5 separate regions of the Mus musculus genome follow, and regions 1, 2, 4 and 5 are each linked to region 3. The links are chromatin contacts, called in public promoter capture Hi-C maps. All regions are on one chromosome and are shown on one strand. The core of a region is the stretch at or near the end of the contact, and the rest is flanking DNA. Distances in the headings are between cores, read along the strand shown.

The links. Promoter capture Hi-C pulls out the DNA fragments that hold promoters and counts their contacts.
Region 1: a promoter capture Hi-C map of liver shows a contact between it and region 3, with 6 times the contacts expected there. The contact joins the promoter of Erfe here to the promoter of Spp2 in region 3. A contact is called at or near these places in 3 of 39 promoter capture datasets (hippocampal neurons and liver).
Region 2: a promoter capture Hi-C map of liver shows a contact between it and region 3, with 7 times the contacts expected there. The contact joins the promoter of Ube2f here to the promoter of Spp2 in region 3. A contact is called at or near these places in 2 of 39 promoter capture datasets (both in liver).
Region 4: a contact with region 3 is called in a promoter capture Hi-C map of liver, with 4 times the contacts expected there. The contact joins the promoter of 2810459M11Rik here to the promoter of Spp2 in region 3. A contact is called at or near these places in 2 of 39 promoter capture datasets (liver and pre-B cells).
Region 5: a contact with region 3 is called in a promoter capture Hi-C map of liver, with 6 times the contacts expected there. The contact joins the promoter of Rab17 here to the promoter of Spp2 in region 3. A contact is called at or near these places in 3 of 39 promoter capture datasets (hippocampal neurons and liver) and 1 of 9 other capture datasets (liver).

The regions. Positions count from the first base shown.
Region 1 is chr1:91,363,447-91,368,362 of GRCm38.p6, forward strand. It overlaps Erfe (erythroferrone), which reads left to right and starts at 2,984. Exons shown (of 8, transcript NM_173395.2): 1 at 2,984-3,202. The coding sequence starts at 3,035.
Region 2 is chr1:91,246,846-91,251,702 of GRCm38.p6, forward strand. Ube2f (ubiquitin-conjugating enzyme E2F (putative)) reads left to right here and starts at 3,459. Exons shown (of 10, transcript NM_026454.4): 1 at 3,459-3,592.
Region 3 is chr1:88,405,350-88,410,095 of GRCm38.p6, forward strand. It overlaps Spp2 (secreted phosphoprotein 2), which reads left to right and starts at 1,661. Exons shown (of 8, transcript NM_029269.3): 1 at 1,661-1,867; 2 at 1,968-2,092. The coding sequence starts at 1,801.
Region 4 is chr1:86,043,174-86,048,274 of GRCm38.p6, forward strand. 2810459M11Rik (RIKEN cDNA 2810459M11 gene) reads left to right here and starts at 2,690. Exons shown (of 3, transcript NM_001144993.1): 1 at 2,690-3,399. The coding sequence starts at 2,790.
Region 5 is chr1:90,967,882-90,972,942 of GRCm38.p6, forward strand. Rab17 (RAB17, member RAS oncogene family) reads right to left here and starts at 1,739. Exons shown (of 6, transcript NM_008998.4): 1 at 1,349-1,739.

The DNA of each region.
Region 1 (4,916 bases), core at 1,734-4,233, 3.0 Mb after region 3:
GGGAGCTGGGAGTCTAATAAGTCTCCAACTGGGGGCCAGCTTCAAGGGTATCCAGCTGGTGGAGGTGAGCTGTGGAGATCCTAGGTGCTAGCAACAACAGGGCATCCTGACCACCACCAGCTTCCAGAGACCAGGGAAGAGGCAGATGCTGAGAGAACACAGATTTAGCTACAGTGTCTGGGGGTGTGTGTGTGGAAATGTCCCTAACTCTACTGTCCCCATCTCCTGTTAGCAGCCTGACAACCACCCTCTGACCAAAGCAATCAGAACATAGAGAGGGAAGACAAAACACTGGCAGAGTATTCTAAAGCCACCGTGGGGCCACAAAGTGAGCAGGAAGAGGGACAGCCACCAGCATAACACACAGAGACTGGAGCACACCAGACACTCAAGAGATCCTCCTGTCATGCAGGGGATGGCCACAAGGCACCCCAAGAATCATATCCCAGAATCCCTAGGAAAACAAGGACTCGGACATCTGAAGCTAGTGAGGACTTCTAGTTAGAATATAGAGTGCTCCACAGCACATAAAGCCTACAGGAGCATCCAGATCCCTCAGGAGAGCCCCCAGACCCTCCAGGAGCACTCAGAGCCTGAGGGAGCACTTAGATCCCTCAGATCCCTCCGACCCCTCAGGAGAGCACTCAGATCCTACGGGAGCACCCAGAGCCTTCAGGAGCACTTAGAGTCTGAGAGTACTTGAGCCCCCATGTCTCAGTGTTCTAATGCTGTGAAGAGACACCAGGACCAAATCAATATTTTTTAATGATTTACTTACTTATTTAATGTATATGAGTATACTGTAGCTGTCTTCAAACACACCAGAAGAAGGCATCAGATCCCCTTACAGATGGTTGTGAGCCACCATGTGGTTGCTGAGAATGGAACTCAGGAGAGAACAGCCAGTCCTCATAACTGCTGAGCCATCTCTCCAGCCACAACCAAGGCAATTCTTACAGAAAAAGGCACTTAATTGGGGGATTGCTTCTGGTTTAAGAGGTGCTGGGGCTTATCTGAGCTACATCCTGAGCTGCAGGCCAGAAAGACTGGGCCCAGCATGGGCTTTGAAACCTCAAGTCCACCCTACAAGGCAGCACCTCCTAATCCTTCTAATCCTTTCAAACAGTTCTATTCCCGATGACTAAGCATTCTAATATATGGGCCTATGGCAGCCATTGTTACTTAGACCACCACACCCTAGGAGCACTCAGAGCCCATAGGAGCACTCAAGGCCTACAGAGCTGCTGACTGCAAGACATGGTACCTGGGCCTGGATATGCCTTGGTTTGGGGACTCCTTGATTCTCCCAAGGTCTATCCCTCATTTTCCTCCTTTGTATGTTAGGGACAGTCACGTGATCCGAGTACTGATGGTCCATCCACGTTCAAGGCATACATAGCTAACGACACCACTGCTAGCTGCAGGTACTCTTGAGGCCGCACAGCCAGTCAGCCTCAGGCAGGCTCCCACTGTCTTTGAGTAAAGGGAAGATTTCATGCCCATGACCTCATCAGCCTACAGCCTTCCTTTGAAGAAAGAGGGACACGGAGAAAGCTTGGCTCATTGAACTGCCGGGAAGCTGGGTCAAGGCCATGACATGAGGTCCCAGGAATGAGGATTAGATTTCTGCCATGCAAGAAGGCACAGGGAGGTCACTCGCTGCTCTCCTGCCGGGCCCGACTCACTCAGAATGTTCACTCAGACCCAGGCACCACCACACTCAAGGGTCCCACTTCTGAATCAGAGATGCCACTCCTTTGAGGCTGTGGACCCTATGCTTAGCGCCCTGTGAGCTTTGCCATGCACTCCTGTCCTCCTGAGGACCTTGCTTTCAAACAGGACCCTGCAAACATGCGGGAACCTTTCCTGAATGGCTAGAGCTCTGGGGCTATGCGCCTGAACTGGACCGCGTCATTACCTTGAGCTAGGGTCCAGGAAGCCATGCCAGTACCAGAACTATTTGGATCTGGGCCCTCTGGAAGAACCCATGACATCACTAGGACAGTCCGTTGTTTGGGAAAATAACTACTTTCACATGGCAACAGATCTGGTTGTCAGCGCTCCAGCTGGGGCCCTCACTGTGAACAGAGCAGGGTCACTTGATATCTTAGGGTCATGCTTCCCAAATCAAGTCCCTTCTTTGGACTCCCTCTTCTAGCCTTTAAGGGCACCTGGACGCACACAATTTAAGATTAAAACAAATCAAGCAAGCAAGCAAACAAAGGAAAAAACAAAAAACAAAACAAAACAAAACAAAACAAAAAAAGAAACAAAGAAACCCAGGTGTGCTGCTTTATCTACAGCCAATGTAATGACAGCAGCTCAAGGCAGCTAGGCCTGCCTCTCTGGAGGAGAACCACCCAGAAAAGGCCTCCTCGCAGTTCATCCTTTAGGATTTGCCACATCTGTCCTGGTTGAATGCTCCGTGGTGGGCAGTGGGCAGCAGTCTGAGCTCCATCTGCCTGGCTTAGGACATCAGAGGGATCCGACCTTTCAGCCAGACTGGGTCAGTTCTCTGTAGCTGCTAGTAGCAGACTCCGTAGCTGGAGCCTGAGAGGTGCCAGCTGTGCAGATACATCCGGGGTGGGGAAGAGCAGGGAAACCTTAAAAGTGCTCCAGGTTCCCCAGCTTGAAAAGGAGGAGCCATAAGGGCTGCCATATTCTCAGGTACTCAACTTGTCATTAAGGCCTGGAACCATGAGAAAAGAAGAGACCCGGGGCGGGGGGAGGTCCTAAGAAGACGTGCAGAATGGTGCAGTGGGTGTCCTTAGAGAAAGGGGGGGGTGTCTTAGAAAGCCTCGGGTGCAGGGCTAGGAGAAGAGAAGCTAACCCTGGGCTACAGGCAGCAAAGTGGAGGCGTGCACGGACCGGATCGGGCGCCCGCCTCCTCAGGGTCCCCTGTGCCTGCAGAGCGTGCCCTAGCCGCGAGGGGGCGACGGCAGCGAGGGCGGCGCGCGCGAGGCGGGGGATTCAAGCGCGTTATAAGGCGCCGACCTGACCAGCCGTGCTCTTTACTGCCGCCGCCGCCGCCAGCATGGCCTCGACCCGCCGCCCCGTCGGAGCTCGCACGCTGCTCGCCTGCGCCAGCCTACTCGCCGCCATGGGCCTCGGTGTCCCTGAGTCCGCGGAGCCCGTGGGGACTCATGCACGCCCGCAGCCGCCCGGGGCCGAGCTGCCCGCCCCGCCAGCCAACAGCCCGCCGGTAAGACGCAGCCGCGCCCCACATCTTCCTGTCCCGGGGGGCCCTAAGACGGTGGGGAAGGTGGCACCCCTTGCTGCGCAGTGTCCAACACTGGGGATACGTCGCTCTCAGGGGCTCTGTGAGACCCAGGGTTGGGTGGATGCGTCCTCTGTACCGTGGCTTTGGCGGCAGAACTCCACTAGGCCAGTAGGAGAGATTGGGAAAGGTGTGAAATGCAGTTAACTTGCTCCTCGTGAAACTGGAAGACTGGTGAGAGAGCGGGGCTCCCAGATCTAGTTCCTTTTTGTTAGGTGACTGCGTCTGGGAAAGGAGTGATGTAACCAGGCTCTGCCTGCGATCCCTCCCAAGATCTCCACCTGAACTGCTGGGGTGGAGACGCAGGCTGGGGAGGGTGTGGCTAGAGGCCTGGGGAGGGTGGATTGGTAGCCTTCATTGGAGCTGGTCAGTCCTGTTGGTGAGAGTTCAGGGAAGAATTTCAGGGTCTAGTTGATCGCTCATGCTGTGGGCCAGGCACAAGGAAACCCCAGGCCAGCGCGCTCTTCAGTTCTCAGCACCCCAGGGGCCAACAAAACATCCACTAAGACAGCTGGAGATGGTTACAATACCTCCCTCTGCAAGGCATCCCTGGGTCCTTCCACCATCCCATTTCTGCCTCCTTTGGTGGGAGTAAACATGTCCTTGTTGTCTGAAGCCTCCCCCTGACCCCCAGCCATCAGCCTTCAAAACTTTCATGAGGTCCAGACATAGTCACCAGGAAGTGGGGAGTAGGCTGGACCTTCCCAGTGGAATGTTGGCCTTGAACCCTCTTTGGGAGGGGCAAGGTGTCACCAGTTCCCTGATAGCTGGAACCCAGCTCCCACTCCAACTCCTGGGGCCCCTGACCAACATGGCTCCATGTATTTTCGGTGCTGCCCTCAAGTTGACAGTGGTGCGAGTCTGTACACAGGCCACCGGTCCCCTGGAAGGGTCAGTACACCTGTTCTGACCTATAATGGAAGCACTGCACTGTGAGTGTCCACTGAGGGCATCAGACAGCAAGAAGCATAGAAGCCTCCATCATCCTGACACAGCAGCCTGGCCTGTGACCCACAAGACCCCGGTTTGGGTAGTTTTGAGATCCTGGGTCTTTCTGTCAGACACTGGAGTCTGTGCCCTTGACTTCTTCTAAGGCCTCTTGAATGGTTCATTCCTTTCCTAGCTGGTAGCCCTACATGGAACCCAGACCATTAGAGGCCTATTAACTGTCCTATTTGCCAAAGGCCTCTGCCAGGAAACAAGGCCACTCTCAGAGCTTGAATCCTTGGGCCAGTGTTTTAGAAAGCTGAGAAAAGTAAAGGCCTAGCTAGAGTCATGACATCCGGCTCCTCTGCCCCACTGCTCCCCATGCCCTGTGACCACAGTGGCCCTGAGGCTGGTCTCCCTGACACTTCTGACTGTGGGGAGGGACAAAATGACCTGTTGTCACCCAGTATTCATATATTCATAGTCACCTCCTAAGCAACTGTGGGTTCCAGTGACTGTCAAAGGACGGTGACACTCAAGGAAAAGCAAGAAGATACATCCCAGAGCACCTGCTTTGGAGCCCCACTCCTACCTTCCTGCAGCCTGGGCTCCCTCCTCCATGGGCTGGGGATGGGTCGGACACTACCTCTGAAAACACAAGTGACAAGGGCAAGATGCTACCAAGCAAACCTACTGTGGCCATCTGTGTTCC
Region 2 (4,857 bases), core at 2,209-4,708, 2.8 Mb after region 3:
ATGTATATATTTTTTTCTTTTTTTAATTTAATTTTATTTTATTTTCTGTATCTATTCCTCTGTTGAGGGGCATCTGGGTTCTTTCTAGCTTCTGGCTATTATAAATAAGGCTGCTATGAACCTAGTGGAGCATGTGTCCTTCTTATGCCCCTTAAATTGCTCAACTCTGTGTTGCAGATAGCCCTGGGGCTGATTATATTTGATGTTAATTCTGTTCTCCTGGGAGGGGTTGTGAACAAGGATCAGTAACCAAGTGATTTCATGTAAACCTGCTTCCTCCCTTAATTTGTAAAATAAGGGAGAGCTGACGATTGGGCAGATAAAGGGAAGGTGGAGCAGAAGGTTGGGAGAGAGGGAAAGGATGAAGAGGAGGAGGAGGAAGAAGAAGAAGAAGAAGAAAAGTGAAGCGGAAGCCTGGAGAAACCGCAAGTTCTAAGGGGTCTCGTAGGTGTGGAAGATGGTAGTGTAGCGCTAGATCTGCTCAATCTAGGCACACAGCATGTATTCATATTAATTGAGTCATGTTTTCATTGCCGGGTGTTATTTGGGCTGGAGAATTACCGCAACAACTATGCTTACATCTTCACATCTCCCCCTGCTGCCCTGACTGACAGCCTCTGTCACATGAGGACCTTTGAAGTTACAGTAGACTCACTTGAAAAATTCAAGACAAACCCAATTCAGGGGCCTCAATTTATTCAAATTTGCAAAGCCCATTTCTCCAGTAAACCAACATATCCCAAGGATCCAGAGTATATGACGAGCATGCTTTTTTTTTTTTTTTTTTTTTTTTTTTTTTTTGGTTTTTCGAGACAGGGTTTCTCTGTATAGCCCTGGCTGTCCTGGAACTCACTTTGTAGACCAGGCTGGCCTTGAACTCAGAAATCCACCTGCCTCTGCCTCCCAAGTGCTTTAATCCCAAGTGGGATTAAAGGCATATGCCACCACGCCCAGCTTGACAAGCATGCTTTTAAAGCAGTCTGCTAGTCACTCCCCACCCCTAAGAAACAGAAGTCCTTCACTAAACTGTGTGAGAGAGTGAGAGAGCTAAACTGTGAAAGGTGGCATGGCTGTTATGCTGCTGCTGATGGGGTTGTTGACATTGTTGCTTTGGGTTTTTTTGTTTGTTTGCTTGCTTTTTTGGTTTCTTATTTGTTTTGTTTGTTTCTTTGCTTGTTTTGTTTTGAGACAGGGTTTCTCTGTGTACCCCCCTTGATGTCCTGGAACTCACTCTGTAGACCAGACTGCCCTTGAACCCACAGAGATCCATTCAATCTGTCTCTAAGAGTCATTTGTCTCTTTCCTTGCTGTTCATTAGTAGCCTGTCTCTGGGACTGAATGCCAGAGACAGATGGGCTGGATTCACATTCAAGTTCAGTCATGCTGGGCAAAATACTTCTGTGCTTCCTGAAAGCTGGAGCTAACAGAAAACTGTTAACTAGGGCTGTTGTGAGGACTATATAAACCAGTAGGCTCTTGGTAAGTCTTAGGTGAACACATGAGGCTCCCTTATGAAATGGACCTAGAAGTGACTCATCTCTTTGCAATGTTGAGAGTCAGGCGTATTGGTTCAGCTGTTCCAGCTGTATCTGCCTCTTCAAGCCCTTATCTTTTCTCACCAGAACTTTGCACAAACTCATGCAGTACTTGCCCAATAACACTGGTTCTGAACACCTGCCATGGGTCCAAAGAAGAGCGGGGAGAGCAAGAGGGGGTGCCGGGGTGAGGAGCCGTAAGAAAGTGCTGTTTAAGCTTAGGAAAACAAGACAAGCGTTAGCTGAGCAAAGGTGTTTTCCTGAAAGAATGAGGCAGCTTGTCATAAAGAGTTCACTTGAGTACTATAATGGCTATTCCTGGTTATCAACTTGACTATATCTGGAATGAACTACAATCAAAATTGGAGGACACACCCGTGATCCAGATGTTAAGGCTGGAAGACACAAGTTTCTGATCTGGATCACAATGAAAATCCCTTAATATAGAGAGACATTCCATAAGCTCTGTGACTCTAGAGGACGCTGATTAATACCAGTACCATCTCTTCTGTGTTTGCAACCTCCCTTAGATCAAAAGCCTTATTTGTTTGTTTATTGAGACAGGATCTCACTATGTAGCTCAGGTTGCCCAGGAATTCACTATGTAGACCAGTCTGGCAGGTCTGCCTCTGCTTCCCCAAATGCTAGAATTAAAGCCGTGTACCACTAGGCCTGGCTGCCTTTTACCCTTTCTATCTGTGCAGGAGTGTGTATCTGATGGAAGCTTGAGCGTGTGTAGCCATGTGCCACATGGGGTGGTCAAAGGATAACTTTCTTCCACTTTTTTGTTTGTTTGTGTTTACAGGATCTCATTGAGTAACCTTGGCTTGTTTGGAACTCTATGTTATCTAGGCTGGCCTCCAACTCCTATGTGCAACCCAGCTCTGCGGGGGATCTCTTCCCCTCAATGGAAGTCAGGGTACTTGGTCCTAATCTGAGGACTCCTCTGCCTCACATCTTCCCGAGTTTGGAAACAGGTCCTCATGCTGACAAACGCTTTACTCCCTGAACCCAAGTGCCTCATTTCAAAAGAAATCTTAGGGTCTAGGGTGTGGGGGGAGGGGGGAGACGGGGGGGGGGGGGAGGCGGGGGGAGGGGGCGGGTAGCTCAAAGGTAGTGCTTTGCATGTGAGACCTCCTGAGATTCATTCCCCAGAATTGCTAAGAAAATCACTGGAAACCTGACGCTCCTTGTTCTTTTCCACAGAAAATATCCTCTTTCCAAGGCCCTACCTCTCTAGGAGTCTTGCCGAATTCTCTCCCAAAGTAGGCTATCTCCAGTCCCACAGGGACTGAGAATGCATACCACACGAGCTGCAAGTAGGATGCTGCACATGGAACCCCAAGGCCTCAGGAGGTAGGGTCTCTCTACATATCTCTGGCTGTCCTGGAATTCACTATGTAGACCAGGCCTTCCTCTTGTCTCTGAGCGCCGGGACTGAGGTATGCGCCGGAACTCCCGGCCTGAAGTAGATTTTTAAAAGTGCATATAGGAATATGAGAAATTAAAAAAATAAGGAGCAGGAAGAGTGTCCTCACACCCAGCAGCCACCTCTAACTATCCCATGGCCTTAACGCAGCTGCAAACCGGTCGGATTCTTTGCGTTCAGGAATGGTGCCGGGCACAGGAACTTAGCTCCACCAGCAGGCACTGCACTAGTACGATATTCCTAGGGAAGCAAGCCGCTAAATGAATGGAAACAAACCGGAAGGCCGCTAGGCGGTCGGGGATGCTTGCGCTTCGGTGACCAATCAGCAAAGGTCTTGACACATGGCCCACCCTCAGGCCGTGCTCTTCACCAATGAACGAGGGCCGACTAGTTGACCTGTGTATGTCCTGTGACTGTCCACGAGTGGAGCTGCCAATAAAGTTCTTTTGTAGCTTTGAATTTTTTTTTTAAAGTGCCCACTGCGGTCACGGCGCAGTCCCCGCCCCGCCACTTCCGGTCTCGCCGCCGGGAGCCGGTGCGGCTGTGAAGGCCAGCGCGACTCAGTGCCGCTGCTCCGCCGGGCATGGTTTTGGGTGCCGGCTCGCCTCGCCTGACTCGCGGTGCTCAGGTAAGCTGGTCGCGCGGGCTGGACTGAGGCCGAGGCTCCTGTCGCCGAGCGCCAGGCCGGACCGCGAGGTCGGCGGCTGACGGGAAGCGCTGGGCGGGCAGCGAGCCCCGGCGGCTCTAGAGGGCCGGGCCGAGGCGGACCCCGTGCCGCCGCCCGCAAGGTCACGGTGCGGAGCTCGGGCCGTCCGGGAGGCCGAGGCCGAGGCCGCGGCGGGGAGGCCGCTGCCCCTGAAGGGAAGCGGGAGGTGGACGCGGCCCGCCACGGCGACGGCGGGGAGGAGGGGCGGCCGGCCCGCCTGGCCCGGTTCGGTCCCTGACCCGGTTCCGCGGCGTGTCACCCGGGGTGTGGCCTTCTCCTCGGCCGGCTCAGTTTCCTCCGTCTCCGGTGGGCATTGGACCCACTCCTCGGCGCTGCCGGTGGGTTGGAGTTGCTGGGGAAGGCTTCCCGGAGGGGCTCTTGGCCTGTGGGTAAAAATCTGCTCTCCTTAAGAACCTAGTCGGGCTTGGCGGTGAAGGGAAAGAGGGCATCCCAAGACCTGGTTATCAGATTGAACCGAAGGTTCCAGAAATGAGCAGGGTGGTGTTGAAAAACAGTGAGGTGGCTGGGCCTGGTGCCGAGGCTTCCTAGCTGTTTGGGCCGAATGTGGGGAGCTGGGCAGTAGGCAGAGTCATAGGAAATTAAGGATAGTGATTGTGGGGAGCTTCAGGAACAGAATTAACAGGAGTACCTGGACAAAATTAACTTGATATTCAGTACCCAAAATCAAAGATGAGCTCCAGAAGTGGTCAGTCAGTAAGCCTGGCAGGTTAGATACCCTTGGACACTCATGCTGTACGGTTTAAGTCCCGATCTGTTTCTTTCAGCTTGGAAGGTTAAACGGCCCTAGTGGCCCCTAGTTCTCTTAAATGGCTTAGATTGGAGCTGTCAGTGAGGAGTTAGCCTCACTGTGAGCCAACTGGCCCTGCATAGGTCACACCAGCCTGATTTCAGCACAGCACATAGGAATGCTGAATAAACATGACTTGATGAGACTGGTAAATAACAAGTTGCAGTCCTCTTTGGATGCCCTAAAAGTTGGTCCCACCCAGAGGAGGAACTAACTGGGCCAAATACAACTTGTGGAGTTGGAAACTGAGCATGCTGTTCAGAATAGCTGATCGGTTCCCAAAATACTGCCTTAGTCACAGTGTGATTTTCGAGCAAAGGGAAGTTTGGGTCAAAGTGGGGTTTTCCAGAGGTGGGACGTGTTGAGGAGGGAACGAGAA
Region 3 (4,746 bases), core at 411-2,910:
GAGGAGGAGAGGGGGAGAGGAAGAGGAAGGGGGAGAGAGAAAGAGAGGTGGGAGAAGGGTTTGTCAAATAAAGGCAACTGGTCCTCTCTCTGGAGTCTCTGTTGGGTCCTTCTGGGTGGGTCTGGAAGGTACACATTTTCAGTGAAAGTCCTAGGTGGTGCTGAAGCTATCTGGGGTCTTTGCATGATGCCTATTCTGATGGCACCACTGACGTTTCCAGAACCCAGAAATACTGAGATGAGGACAGAAAGCAGACTCTTAGTGACGGAGCTCAGTTTAGCAATCGTGATGCTATAAGAAATCAGAAGGCAGCTGTGAAGTTCGTGGTTTAGGGATCAGTTGAAGATTCCATTTTTACATTTGTTCTAAATTTAGTGATCCCACCCCAGTGCAAATAATATGATGGGGAGGATGAGAAAGAGGAAATGACCTTGGAAAGTAATGCATCTTCATTTACGATGCAGCCATAGCCCATCGGTTCTTGCTCAGTGTGTTCCCAGGTACTCCTGTTAAATGGTCTGTGATGTACTTTATATAAATTTCCAGGGACTGTGTGCAGGGCTATACAATGCTTCACTTACTGCCACCCAATTTTGAATACTTTGACCGAGTATTTGGGGGCTGGAATAGCAGAAAATCACTGGGATGATGGAGGCACACATTTCTGCAAACCGGAGGAAGAACAAGAAATCACCATAGCATGAGCGTGACTGGATGGCTTATATTTAATCTTCTGGGTTTACAAGACATGATGGAATTCTGCAGGGGCATTTTAAAAGTCATTGCTTTCTAGCTTCCATCAGAGCCCACCCTGCACGCCTGGTGCTAACACTTAATTATAGCCAAGAGAATCTGAGAAATGCAGTGGTCCCCCCCTCCCTCACCCCAGCAAACGTCAAGCAAAATCAATAGCTCAGTGCTGGCAACAGGATGCTGTTGTTCCCTTCATCTCCTCCGCTCATCTGCAATTGCTTTTATTACTGCAGTTCATTTAATGAGTCCAGAGCGTTTGGAGCCAGATGGTGACATTAGTTCAATCTGGAAGACTCTAATGGAATTGAGTTCAAACCAGGTTAAAAGTAACGGAATTACAAATTCCAGTGGTCATTGTCTTGTGGTATTACGCTCTGGGTACTTGTTATACACCAGAAGTTAGCGCCAGCTTCAAATGAAAGACCTGAAAGACAGTTGAGTGAGACCTGGTGCACTCATACACTCACTCATCCGCTGCATGCTTCATTACTCTCCCTATCACAAACACGGCCATTGTGGTTTCTGAACCATGGCCTCTGTAGTGGAGGTGGCAGGCAGAGCTAAGCCAACAGGAAAATCACTCCGCGTGAGTGCAGTCTCTAGGAAGGGAGGACTCTGGCATTGAGAGGTGGAGGGTGAAGGATTTTGAGGACCTGGGAAAGGACTAGATGCACAAGCTTTAAAGTCACCGTTTTGTTGAGTCCACAATTATGTCCCCTCCCCCAAAGAACAAAATGCAAAGAGAGAAGATAAACATTATACAGGGAGACCCAAGCCTCTCTGAATGTCTCCTGCTGTGGGATAAAGTCCCTCGGAGAGGTCCAAACTTCAAAAGTGGCCTCAGTCTGGAATTTTTCCACAGGAAAAGTCAGCAGTAAATATTGACACCGGAATCAATCATCTCTACTGAGGTTCCAGATTGCTCCAGCCAGCCAGGGCAGCTAGGTCACAGGTGACAAGAATAAGACAGCCACCCTCTGAAAGAGCTGTCATCCAGAAGCCTGGAGAGAGGCCGTCTCCCTGACTCTGGGTCGCCATCCTCTCAGTATGGAGCAGGCAATGCTGAAGACGCTGGCTTTGTTGGTGCTGGGCATGCACTACTGGTGTGCCACAGGTAAAGGACACATGCCACCGCTGGCCACCTGCCCTAGGTGATCACAGCCCTCTCGGTGCCTCATCTCTCTCTCACTGTGGCCTGTGTGTTTGCTGTCTAGGTTTCCCGGTGTACGACTACGACCCTTCCTCTCTGCAGGAAGCTCTCAGTGCCTCAGTGGCAAAGGTGAACTCGCAGTCCCTGAGTCCTTACCTGTTTCGGGCGACCCGGAGCTCCTTGAAGAGAGTAAGTGAATGGAGATACCTCCCTGAGCCATTTTTTTACCACCCCCGCCCCCGTCTTGACTTCACCTACTTTGTTGAGTAGATTATTCTTCTGTTTACAATGATCACAGTCTGTCCTCTTCCATGCTGACTTTTTGGACTGAGAAGAGATTTAATTACATTTTGTTGTTGTTGTTGTCCCGAGGCTGTCAAAGCTTCCTGGGACATCTGATTCTTCCCTCTGTGTTTTCCCTCTGACCTCGGCTTTTCTCTGTGTGTGTCCTGGTTTGGGGTGAAGATCCCAGAAGTCCTTGTGATGCTGTTTGATTGGGAGGTGCTGCCTAATGAGAAAGAGACTCTCTCCCCACTCAGCATTGGGCTACCAGTGTTTATAGGAAAGAAACGCTGGCTTCTGAGTCCATGAAACCCACCCACTCTGGTGGACTTGATAGTGCTGTTTCCCGATCACCTAGAGAACTTGGGAAAGAGACATTATCTCGGGCTTGCTGTGACTCACTGTGGCCAAAGTGAGGGGGAAGCAGAACAGGATCATAGAGAGGCCTTTCTCCTTCCTGCTCCCTGAGGAGTCTCTCTGTCTTCTTATAGGCTTAACTGGGCTAACAGGGAGGTAGGGACAGACATGAAGAAGAAATAGGACTGACAAGCTCATGGAGACATGAGTAGAGCCTTGTGGTCAGCAGCCACTACCTCCACACAGAGGCCACATGGCCGCTCCTACTGGCTGCTCCCTTTTCCACCCTATTCTAGGCTACCACCTCTTACTTACACTCAGCTACTCCTCTCATACTCAGCTGCTCCTCTCACACTCAGCTGCTCCTCTGCTCCTCAACAGCATACACACTTCATTCTCCCAGCTCAACTGCATGTAAAACATGTCCCTTTGGTCCCCTTTTGCAGACACTGGTTCCAAGTTTTCTTTCTCCCAAATGCAAAGCAAATTTCATTGCTTTGGTTGCCTTTTCTAGCTGGATAACTGGGTTGTGAAGGTGTAGACTGAGCTAGAGTGAGCTGCCAGCCCCACCCAGCACCTGACTGTCAGGGTTCACACTGAGCACGCTGGTGGGGAGGCACTTAGAGGCAGGTGTAGGCAGCTGCTAGCCAAAGGTCAAGCTGCTTCTAGAAGAAAGCCTCATCAGAATGACGCTGCCTCTCCCTCCCACCCTGCTCATGCCAGCACCTAGGCCACATTCCGTTGGCACCGAATGCAATCTTCTTAGAATGTTGTAGAACCCATAGCTCCTTGCCAAACTTGCAGATCTATAGTTTACATCATTTTTAATTTAGCCATTGCTCACTACAGAACGAAACAGTTCATTGAATAGGAGCACAAGGACAGATTCAGAGAGAAGTAACCTGGGACACTGTGGACAGGTAACCAGTGAGCCACGGCCGACACAACATAATCTGACATGTGGCCATCTTGGTATAGTCATATGGGCCTGATCCCGGGCACCTAAAGATTAGCCACTCACAGATGTGATCCTAGCAGATGCTTAGTGTGGCACTTAGCTGTCTCTGTGTTGCCCACCCCATGCCTGCCTGTTCCTGAGCCACTTTTGCTCTTCCCCATCATTTGAGTCCCCATGGTCTTTCCTTGAGCTCTGCATTCCACAATGTCACAGGAAACAACTGCAAAGTTACGGAACAGAGATGGCCTTTACGCTACATCCCGCTATTCTGTTTCTCCTCTGTGTGAGACAGACCCCCTCACTAGTTGGGATGGCCTTTTGTCTCTGCAACCCCTTACAGCCCCACCAGGGAACAAAGATACTGACAGAAGGAACAGCAAGGCAGTAAAGTGTGGTGGGCTTCTTTTTGGCCACTTGCGGTCAAATGAGAGGAGAGATGATTAGCATAAAGATGGTGTTTGTAATCTGAAGAGAAGCAGAATATAAGATTCTGGAACTCTAGCCCTCTAGCCTGATCATGGGAAGAATTAAAAACTGAGTCTGAGAGAGAATGTTTAAGGTCTGGTCAATGGCTGTAGGCAACAGAAATTACTGTGGGTGCAAAGAAGTGTGGGTTGGTGCTTCATTCGGTAATGGCTTCCCACAACCGACAAGACCATGATTTGTCTGACATTCCCCCATCTCTCCCACATTGCAGTAAATGGCTCTCTCTCTCCTCACACTTCTCTGACAACAGGGGCCAGACTTTGTCCTGGAACACTGGGCTCTGCTTTTTCCTCAGACAATAAGCCCTCATCCTCTGAGTCTCTGTTTACATTTTTCCTCTTCTGGAAGGTTCCACTGAATCTTTTATAACTCAGCTACTCCCTCCCTAACTCAGCTACTCCCTCCTTTCTCTCCCATGTCCTCGTGCTGGCTGCCATTCTTCAGCATGAACTACCCGAATGGTCTTCTTTCATTTTCTGTCAAGCATCTACAGGGAAGTACCTGCTGGAATCACAGCTGCCTGATATCTTTTCTGCTCTGTCTCAGGTGCCCAGTGCACAGTGAAGGGCTTGGTATATCACAGCATCCCCTGTCCTCAGACCACCCAGGTTTTTTCAGGAACTTTGAAAGGTTCCCCAGGATGCCACCCTTGGTGGAAAGAATTAGAAAATGATGTAGATTCAATCATAGGTCAATATGTTCAACCAGGAGATGGCTTATAGCTCATTTTCTTGTTGGTAGACATGTGTGATGCCTTCGT
Region 4 (5,101 bases), core at 1,440-3,939, 2.4 Mb before region 3:
AACAGAGGCTCAGCTACTATGGCATTATGTGGTCCTGGCCACACCCCATGTGCCACCCTCCCATATCTAGAGAAGTTCATGTCAGTCAATCCTGAGCCTTCTCCCTGGCCACTGTTCTTCAGTTGAGCAGTGTGCAGTGGGAGTAGAGGATACAAAGTGTCATTGTCATGTGTTTCTAATCCCTTCCCTGGATGGTACAGCTCTGTTCTGTCTCCAGGTATAGAGGTAGGGATTGGAATGGGGTGGGGTGGACAAGTGTGAGGTATTCGCTTAACCTAACCCCTTTTATTGTCCTGGGTAGAGGATATGTGGGGGCTTCCATTGTTTTTACATTAATGTTTCATGGTTCACATTTCCTTGCCCCTTGCTTCTTGGGTATGGTCAGAGCTGTGCACACAGAACACCCAGGGCTGCAAATTCATCTTAGCTAAACATTATTTTTCCCTCAACACAGACCACCATCTGAAGCTGTCTGTTATGTGTTTACTTGTTTATTGTCTCTGTCCCCGCACAACCCTCACTAGTTGTCATCTCTATGGAGGTGAGCTTACCCACTGCTCCCAAGCACTGGGCTCATTGGAAGCTGGAGATGCCCAGTCTGCACAGATAAAGTGACTACATCACTGGCCTGGTGGTGCAACTCCATCCGTCATCCATCTCTAAACAGAAGACTTTTCCCACCCAGGTCCCAACCTCTGCTTTCAGCATCCCAGCACTCTTCCAGGGAATTCAAGAATCAGTCTGCAAAGACAAAAGCCCCATTACTGAGAACCAGACAAACCATATGGTGCCTTCCTCCAAGTACTGGTAGACAACTAGACAAAGAGACTTAGGGAAGGGAGCTTCTTGACCACCTTTGACTGCTTCATGCATACAGTAGGGACCCAAGAAAGATTCATTTTATGAATGTGCAAAACTCTCCAGGATGCTGGAGCATAATTATAAGGAGTTGGGAACAAGGTATTTTAAAAGAGGGGATTGGGGCTTTATGGTGAGGCCAGGGCTGGGCAGTAAAATGTCTTGACAACAACACCCTTTGGGCCAATTATTATGTAGTGGATGGATGGAGAAATAAAGAGAAGATACAAGCCCCAGAGGCTATTTGAATTTAACTTCATGTTAAATAGCATGTAAAAAGCATTTGTATCAACTCCAGTGTGCAGTAATAGCCACATGTGCCTTAGGGCAACTGCATTTGAACAGGGCAGGAAAACAGTTCGCAGAATGTTCTTTTGGACAAAACTGGTAGGACGTATGTTCCTGCTTCTGACCTGGATTTTAGACAAATAGTCATAGATGCATATACATGTACACACCTTACACCTATAGACCAACACCAGAGCACGCCAGCATCCCATGTCCACTTCTAGATCAGTGGCTCTCAACCTTCCTAACTCTGCAAGCCTTTAATACAGGGCCTCAAGTTGTGGTGACTCCCAACCAAAAAGTTAGTCTCATTGCTACTCCATAGCTATCACTCTGCTAGTATTGTGCATCATAATGTAACTGGCTTTTCTGAAGGGGTCACAAGGGACGGGTTGCTCTAGACTTGTTCTAGATTCTGGCCCATGGGGAACAACAGCCTCACATGACATCAGGTGGTACCCAAATGCAACAAGTGTTTGTGGAAAGGATGATCTTGATCCATTTGGAGGAAGTATTGGAGGCTGAAGAGAAGTGGTAGAGGAGGTCCCCTGGGTGATGGTTAATTCTAATTATCAAGGAAACACAACCCAGAATCACCTGGGGAGAGAGTCTCAAAAGGGGACAGTCTAGGTCAGCTTGCCCCGTGAGCAGGTCTGGGAATGGCCAGGATTATCTTGATCACCTTAACTGATGAGGGAAGACCCAGCCTGAAGGGTGTGACACCCTTCATTGGTGTGATTGTACAAAAATATTCCTATCTCTTCACTCATGGGTGTGGGTGTGTTGTGGCCAGCTGTCTGGAAGCTCCTGCCTCTGTGACTTCCCTGCAGTGATGGCTACAACCAGGAACTGTGAGCTAAAATAAGCCCTTTCTTCTCTTCCCTAAACTGTTTGGTGTTAAGGTATTTTTATCACAGCGACAGAGTTGAAGCTAGGATGTTATGCTTCCCATCTCTCTCCCGTTCTCACTCACTCTTCTGCTCCAACTGGGCTCCAAAGCTTACACCACTGGAAAAGCAGGCCCTGACGCCAAACCCTGTAGGACTACTCCGAAATAGCTCCAGAAGTTAGAAATGGTGGTACAGACTGTAATCCTAAACTGAAGCTAAAGGGTCTCCAGATTCTAGGCTAGGATGGTGAGATCGTGTCTCAGGAGAAAGAAAGAAAAAAAAAATCTGAGAGATGGTTTACCGATTAAGAGCACTGACTGCTTTTGCAGAGGACCTGGATTGGGTTCCCAGTACCCATGTAGTTGATTATAAACATTCACAACTCCAGATCCAGGAGATCAGACGCTGGTACTAGTGCAGATGCATTTAAGCAAAATATCCATACACATAAAACAAATAAAACGCATAAACAAACAAAACCATCTTACCCTAAGAGGGTACATTAGTCAGGTTAATAATGTCCACTCATCCTCAGTCCCCCACAAGAGCCTGTACTTTCTAGATGTCCTAAATGCTTAGTAGTCCTAAACTACTGAGTGTGTTACTGGGTATCTAAATGAACGAATGAGTGAATGATAAATTCAGTGCGGCGGGACAGGAGTGCGCAGGGGGTCTGGGCGGCTCGGCCCTCGGGGGCGTGTCGGCCGAGGCAGCGGCGGAGCTCCCAGCTCGGCGCAGGAGGCGGCGGCCAGCATGGAGAGCGAGCTGGAGGCGCTGGCCCCGCGGCCCGCGAGCCCGGCGGAGCCACCCTTCCAGGCGTTGGTGGAGGCGGCGGGTGGCCGCGGGCAGGTGCTGCTGGTGGGCGAGCTGTGGGAGCGCGAGCAGAGCCGCGCGCTGCTGAGGGACTTCGCCGGTGCCGTGTTCCCGCCGGAGTCCGCGCCGGGCAAGCCGGGCTGCGCAGAGGCCGAGAGCGCGGGCACCGCGGCGGCCACCGAGTCGCACGGGGCTCCGGGGGCGAAGGCGGAGCGAGCCATTCGCTCGCCGCTCGTTTTCGTGCTGTGCCGCGTCGGATCGCTGACCTCCCGGGAGTCGCGGCGCCGCCTGCGGGAGATGCTGCGGGACGTGCGCGACCGGAGGTGTGAGGGCGCCGCGCTGGTCGGAGTGCTGGTGGCCGACACGGGTGCGGATGACGCGAGGGCGCCCGAACTGCAGCTGCTCGAGACGCTGCTGCGCACGGTGTTCGGCCGCCAGGTCGGGGGCCCGGTGCAAGCAGCAGCCTTTCGTCCCGGCTGTCCCGCCTCCAGCCTGGCGGTCCAGGAGGCGGCCTGCAGAGCCCTGCAAGCTGCGGGGCCGGGACGACCAGGTGAGGCTGCGTGTGGGGTCAGGCTGGGCACTGGGGAAGGCGTCCCTTTAGACCGGTTGAACCCGTTTAGGCCACCCAACTCTGTTGAGGTAAACTGAGGCCCGGTGCTGGGAGGTCCCCAGCACAAGGCTTCTCAGCCTAAGGTGGACATGCTCTGGACATGGAATTGAGTCTGTCTGGCCAGATCCTGACTGCACATGAGATCGGGGGTGGGGTATCTGAGGGTACAACTGGTGGGAAGTGGGTAAGAAGTAGAGTTGAACTGCTCTAAACAACAACAATGTAGGAGTTGGAAACTGGGATAGAAGATGCAAAAATTTGGGTGGTGTGCGTGGGAAGAACTGAGTCTGGGGGGCGGGGTGACTGTAGCTTTAGGACAAGTTTGTCCTGGTAGGATTGTCCTCAGAGCTTTAGGAGAGGGGGAGCTATACAGGAGGCTCGGTGTGGAAGGGAGGAAGGCAATCGAAGTTCCTGGCAAAAACACAGAATAGGTGCCAGGGACGTATCCGGAAGGGTGTGAGGGACCGAGACCGTGACGACCTCAGTTATTCCTGGTAGCCACCGATCGCTGGCTGCTTCCGCCAGGTTTTCCTTCCACGCTCTATTCTAAAGTGTAGAGATGGTGTGAGCGCTTTTAGTCGGAGACTGCTCCGTCATGGGATCAGACGTCCCAAGGCAGCGTGTTTTGCTGCAAAGTACTGGGATTAAAAAGAAGGTCCTAAGTGGAGCCCTGACAAACGCTAGGAAAGCTTTCCACCGCTCAACTCACTTCCGTTTGACCTTTGACTGTAGTAAGCTTTTGAACTAAAGAGTGGCTGTGTGAGGTGTTCTGGCTGTGTGAGGTGTTCTGGGGCATTAGCCTGCCACTGGGAGATGTCAGACCTTTCACACCAGGAGACGTTGTCTGATATTATAAATGTCACACTTGCACCTGCTGGCTAGGCCACAGTAGTTCTCTGGCGGTTCCCTCCCCTCCCGCCAACCTTCCTTTGGTGGAGGCTGACCGACCTCCAGGATCCTGAAAGATTAGGCAGATAAGTACCCCACGTGCATTCCTGTTCTGAGAATCATTCATTGGCTTCCTTACCTGGCTTTGAGGGAAAGAAGGTAATTTACACAAATTCTCCCCAGACTAATGAGCTAGTGCCTAGAAAATTCTTTAAGCCTTCCTTCTCTTGAGAGGCCCTCACACCCTGGCACCCAAGATGGATGACCAAATCCTTGGTTTAAAATAACCCCTTCCACTCTGGAAAATGGGACCTTTGCAGACGCATCATCCTCTATTATATTAAACACTTGCTTACTCTTATAAAGCACTCTCTGAGAAAAACAAAACCTTTTACTAATGAATTTTACTAATTCAAGTTCATGAATTAACTATAACTTCTTGTTGCAGCTTTGGCTGCAAGGAAACAAAAGTGACCCATGCCTTTAATCCCAGTAGTCAGTACAGAGGCCAGCCTGATCTACATAGTGAGTTTGAGGCCAGCCAGGGCTACACAATGAGACCCTGTCTCTAAAACAAAACACCCCCCCCAAAAAAGCATTTAATTTCTTGGTGTTCAGAAATAGTCTGAAGCAAGGTGTGACAATTTGCATCTGTAATCCCCAGTATTCAGGAGGTTGAGATAGGAGGATGGAAAGTTCAAGGCCATCCTAGGGTACGTAGTGAGATCCTGTTTCAAAAGCAAATGAACAGATG
Region 5 (5,061 bases), core at 489-2,988, 2.6 Mb after region 3:
AAGTTCTCTGAGCCCACCTGCTCCCAAACAAAGATATCTGCCAAAGCTGAGCAGGAAGTCTGAGGGCCTGGGCATCATCACCAAAGGCCCAGCAGCTTTCCAAGGCAAAGACGTGAAATTCGGGGCTGAAACATGATGGGTTTTTATGCTTGTTAGGACCCCGGGAGGCACCAGCTCGGCCCAGCACTGATGGTGGCAGGATATGCCTCAGGGGTGGTACAGGGGAACTCTGCCTTTGCACCTCCAAAACAACACCAATAGTTGTTGTAAGCCTATAATCCCAGCACTTGGGATGCTTAAGCAGGGGGCTGCCACAAGTTTCAAGCCTTTCTGGGCTACAGAGTAAGACCCTATCTCTAATAACAACAAAACAGCAGCAACAATAACAACAACAATACCTCAGCTTTGATGTAATCTCACACTCTGCCCTAATGGTCATAGCATCAAACACAGTGTCCACGTGCCTGCGTCAGATTTCTACAATTATCTCGCTTTGATAGTTCATTCCCCTATCACTGAATTTTTTTCCTGCTATTAATTATTTTTCTCTGTAATAGATAAGACCACGGCAGATGTGCTCGTGTTGCTTTCTGAGTGACTGTGTGTTGCAAGTTTCCAATAGCAGCCAGGCAGAAGCCTCGACTTGGAGGGAAAGTTGGAGATGTGGTACCTGCCCCCTCTTCTAGAATTTGGATCTTTCTGAAGGCAGTGGTTGCAATTGGGAGTCTCTTCCCATCCTGACTGGGTCCTTCTTCAGCAGTCACAAGCCTGCCTCTCTTCCACCTAAGAAAACACATTCAGGGAAGGAGGAAACCCCAGGAAGCTGCACCCCTTCCTCTTCACCCAGATCCTCCAAGCTGTCCATTCCAGACACCGAACTTCAGAACAACATGGCATTTGACAGCAAGCTGCAGAAGAGAGTTTTTGGAAGAGTCTGCCAAGCTCTCTGCTATTGCTGGAGCCTCTGCAGCCATCTGAAAAGGCTTCCTTACAAGGCACCCACTCACTCACACTCGCCTTTTATGTTCAAAACCCTTAACTGGAACTTTCTGCAAGGAAAATTCAATGTGACCCAAACAAGAACACTATAGGTGCTGAACAAACTCAAGGCGTCTACTGTTTCAGATTCGCCTCTGATTCAGGTCCTGAGAACACAGGGACACACATCTGTATGCACACACACTCACAGCAGACACACACACACACACACATGCTCACAGCACACACACACATACACACACACACACATACACACACACTCACACATGCTCACAGCACACACACACACACACACACACACACACACACACACACACACGCAGCACAACACAATCTAAAAAGGACTCACCTGTTCACTTTAGAAGAGTGCTACAGACCACCATCCCACAGGGCCGCAGGCACCCCTCTCTTCCCCTGGCTGTGCTTCCCCTGGGTGCTGTATGACTCGTCAGGGTCCTGCCAGGGGCGGGGTGGGCAGAGCAGTGCACACTGACTACCAGCAGCCGAGCAAATGAAGTGAGCAGGCCCCCTGCTCCCACCAAGGCCCCAGCCGGCAGGACTCTTCCTGTAAACTCCGGTGCAAAGTCCCCACATGATCATGTGATCAGCTGGGTCAGAGTAAGCTAGAAGTCACACTTGGTGGCTCTCTGCCTCCTCACCGAGCTGCAGCCCTGAATTTCAGCCCTTTCCAGGTCTCACCTGTACCAGAAAGCATCACAGACTTAGAGAACAGCTCTTCTGTTACAGGAGCGAGCGAGCTCACTTCTTAATTTATGTAAACATCTCCAGTTTGAGGCCGCATGCCAGATGGGCAGGGCCGGGGCCAGAGCCTGGGATGGGTGTGCCTTGGAGCAGGTAATTGCCTGGGCAGGGCTGGAGGATCCCCAGAAGGAGAAACTCTAGGCTGAAGAAAGATGGAAATCAGTTCTCCTGTGCTCAGCCACAAGTCCCAGGCAATCGCGTGTTCTCTCTGTGCTCACAACTCACCTGGATTACCAGCTTGTGTTCCCAATGGGGAACTCAGCACCGTTTAAGTGGGGGAGGGGGCAGCTGTCGTGGATTCCCAAGAGGCTTTCCAATGCACCCTGAAGAACCTGTTTCTCTGCAGAGGCCACTGGCCTTCTTCTTGTCACCCTGTCCTCCAGGACGCACACCCTGTCCACACGTCTGGGTGCCCCCACAGCCTTGAAGACCAAGAACCTCATTCTGTTTCTGAACAGGACCCTGATTCCCTGTGCCTAGATTGGCATCCAAGGTGTGGCACCCAGCACCGCTTCTATCCTCCTTGTAGTGGGTAGAGATGTGTGGGCGTGGCCTTTTCGGTTTACACTGGAAATGGTACTGGTACAAAGGTCTCCGGAGTTCAAGGGGACACTGAGATGGGTTGTTGCGGGGGGGGGGGGTTATCAAAGGGGTTTATAAAGAGTTATTAACCCCATGGACAGACAGACAACAGCTCGGGAGCTGTAAGGAGAGGTCAAGTCTCAGAGCTGCAGGGTAACAGGTAGCTCAGTTCGACTGTTGAACATCAGACTGTTGAAACAGCGAGCCCAAAGGAGTGGGCATTCTCCTAGCAATCTTGTACTGGGGAGTACACTGCCTGGGAAGAGATTGCATGCATTTCTAACAGCTTGTCGGACTACCTTACAATGAGACTGAAGTTCTCATGTTGTTATAATGACGGATCCGTGGTGGGCGGGACCACACGTTGTCTGAGACTGATCAGAATAGAGGTGCTTATCCTTGGCCCTCTATTTAAACTCTAATCTCGATTCAGTACCCTGAAGACAGACTTGTGGGTGGCTGGACCTGCCCTTGCAACACATGCACAAGGAGCAATGGAAAGAGCTTTATATGTGCCGAATGTATTAAGTCAACTTACATAAAAACAGTAACAAACGCTGAATCCCACTGAAAGAGTGAGACTCTAGAAGCCGTTTGGTCTGTGAGGCTGGCTGCCTCACCAGTGAGATACAATCCCACTGTAACTGTCTCCCTCTAGAGGGGCAAACAACCCAGTATTTGCTCAGTTCATGAGGCTGGGGACCTCTGCAGTCTCAGGGGAATTGGGGGGTGTTGCAAAACTAGTTGGTTTCTGGAGAACTGTTGGTGTCTAGTCCACATCAGAAGGCTGGAAACACTGGTTCTGACATCAGTGGAGGAATAGCTGCAAGGAGAGGAATCAACTCAGAGGCAAGAGGGAGTTGAGCAAAAGGCCAAAAATCTTCCTACTGCTGTGCCCTTTATATATGGGCTGTGCAGAGGGTGCTGCCCTTGACGGGGGCAGGTCTTCCCACATAGATAAGGCAATCAGGACAGTTCTTCTGAGCTTACACGATGTTCGCAGAACCTTCAGTTCCCCGGGATAGAAGCACTGAGACTCCCCCATTTCTATTGGCTGCTCAGAGTTCTTGGGGTAACAGATCTCTTCATAGGCCCCTCTCACATGACACCCTACGTTCTCAAAGTCAGAAGAGGCCCTCTCTGACCTCTAGAGCCTCTCTTAGAGGGTTTGTCTGGTTGAGACAGGACTAACAAGCACAATCCTCTTTTTGTTCAACTCAGGGTCAGCTGACAAGGGCTCCAGTGACTTTAACAATACATCTTCATCTTTTTCCTGTAACATGACCTCCCCTGAAGACTGGAGCCCTGAGCAGGAAGAGGTGTATGCACCAAATTCCCTTCCCAGGATTCTGCTACCTAGAGTCCGGGTTCCCCCATTACCACTGGGCTTGTGTCTAGGAGTATACTGGTGTTCCGGATGATTTCAAGCAACCGGATCCTCTCCCAGGGTGGACCAGGATAAGCCAGAATCCAGACATTTGAGAAGAGCTGGGGGTGCATTCCTTCTCTGTGTTCCGAGTTACCCCATGCCAAAGGTCACTTGGGTAGTCTTCTCCTGCAAGATCCTCTCTTAGACCAGTCTGTCTGCTCACTTGGACACCTGTCTGCTCACTCCTAAAGGCAGCCCCTGCCTGGCTGGCCTGTGTGATTATGTGTGATTCAGGTGCTGAGAGTTGCCTGCTGTGGGAGAGAAATTTTCAGGGCTCTAAGAAACAAAGGATGTGTTCTCTGGGCTAACATGGGATAAACTCTACTTCAGCGTTGATGAGGACCCACAACTCCAAAATTCAGATTGTAACTAGAACCATTGCTGCTGGCGGTGGAAACAAGACAGAGCAGTTCCTAAGTCATTCGTGTGTGTGTGTGTGTGTGTGTGTGTGTGTGTGTGTGTGTGGCCAATTTCCAGACAGTTCATCAACCTTGGGCACTGGCAAGAATTCTCACTAAGCCAGGTTAGTATGTCACATGGACATGCACATAACTTCCAGGGCACCCATTCACCTTTCAAAAGAAGTCAGAACTATGCCAGGCTTGGGGACACACACCCATAATCCCAGTACTCAGGGAGTGAAACACAGTTGGGGGCGGGGGGGGGGCAAGATAGCATTGGGTTCATAGTGAGACAATAAACAAGGCAAAATTATAAAACTGGGTACAATTGCAAGGGCTGCGGAGCCTATGCAAACCCTTCTCAACCTCTGTTCAAACACTGCATGACAGAGACTTTCTGTTTTCATAGACAGCTACCCTATGAGAGCTTCTTGCTATCCTATGATCTCTAGAACTTCCTACCCCATTCCCCACAGGAACAGCTGGACCTACTGCTGCCTAAACATGTGTGAGCGTTTTGTGAACACTTTCCAATGTACTTTTAAATATATGCATGCGCATGAGTCTCTGTGTGGGTTCTCGCATGTGCGTGCAGCACTGTGGAGGCCAGCAAGAGGGCTTCAGATCCCCCACAGCTGACGTTATAAGCCCCACACTGGATCTGAAGAACTCGGCCCCTCTGGAAGAGGAGGAAACACACTCTTAACCCCTAAGCCATCTCTCCAGCCCCTCTTTATTACATTATTATTCACTCATCATATATGCATGAACATATTTTTTGCACACACTTGCCACAGTGCGTTTATTGAGGTCAAAGGAATCCTTCCCCTCTGTGGATTCCGGGGATGGAGTCCACAAAGCTTGGCATTGTCTTTGTCCCCTGAGCCA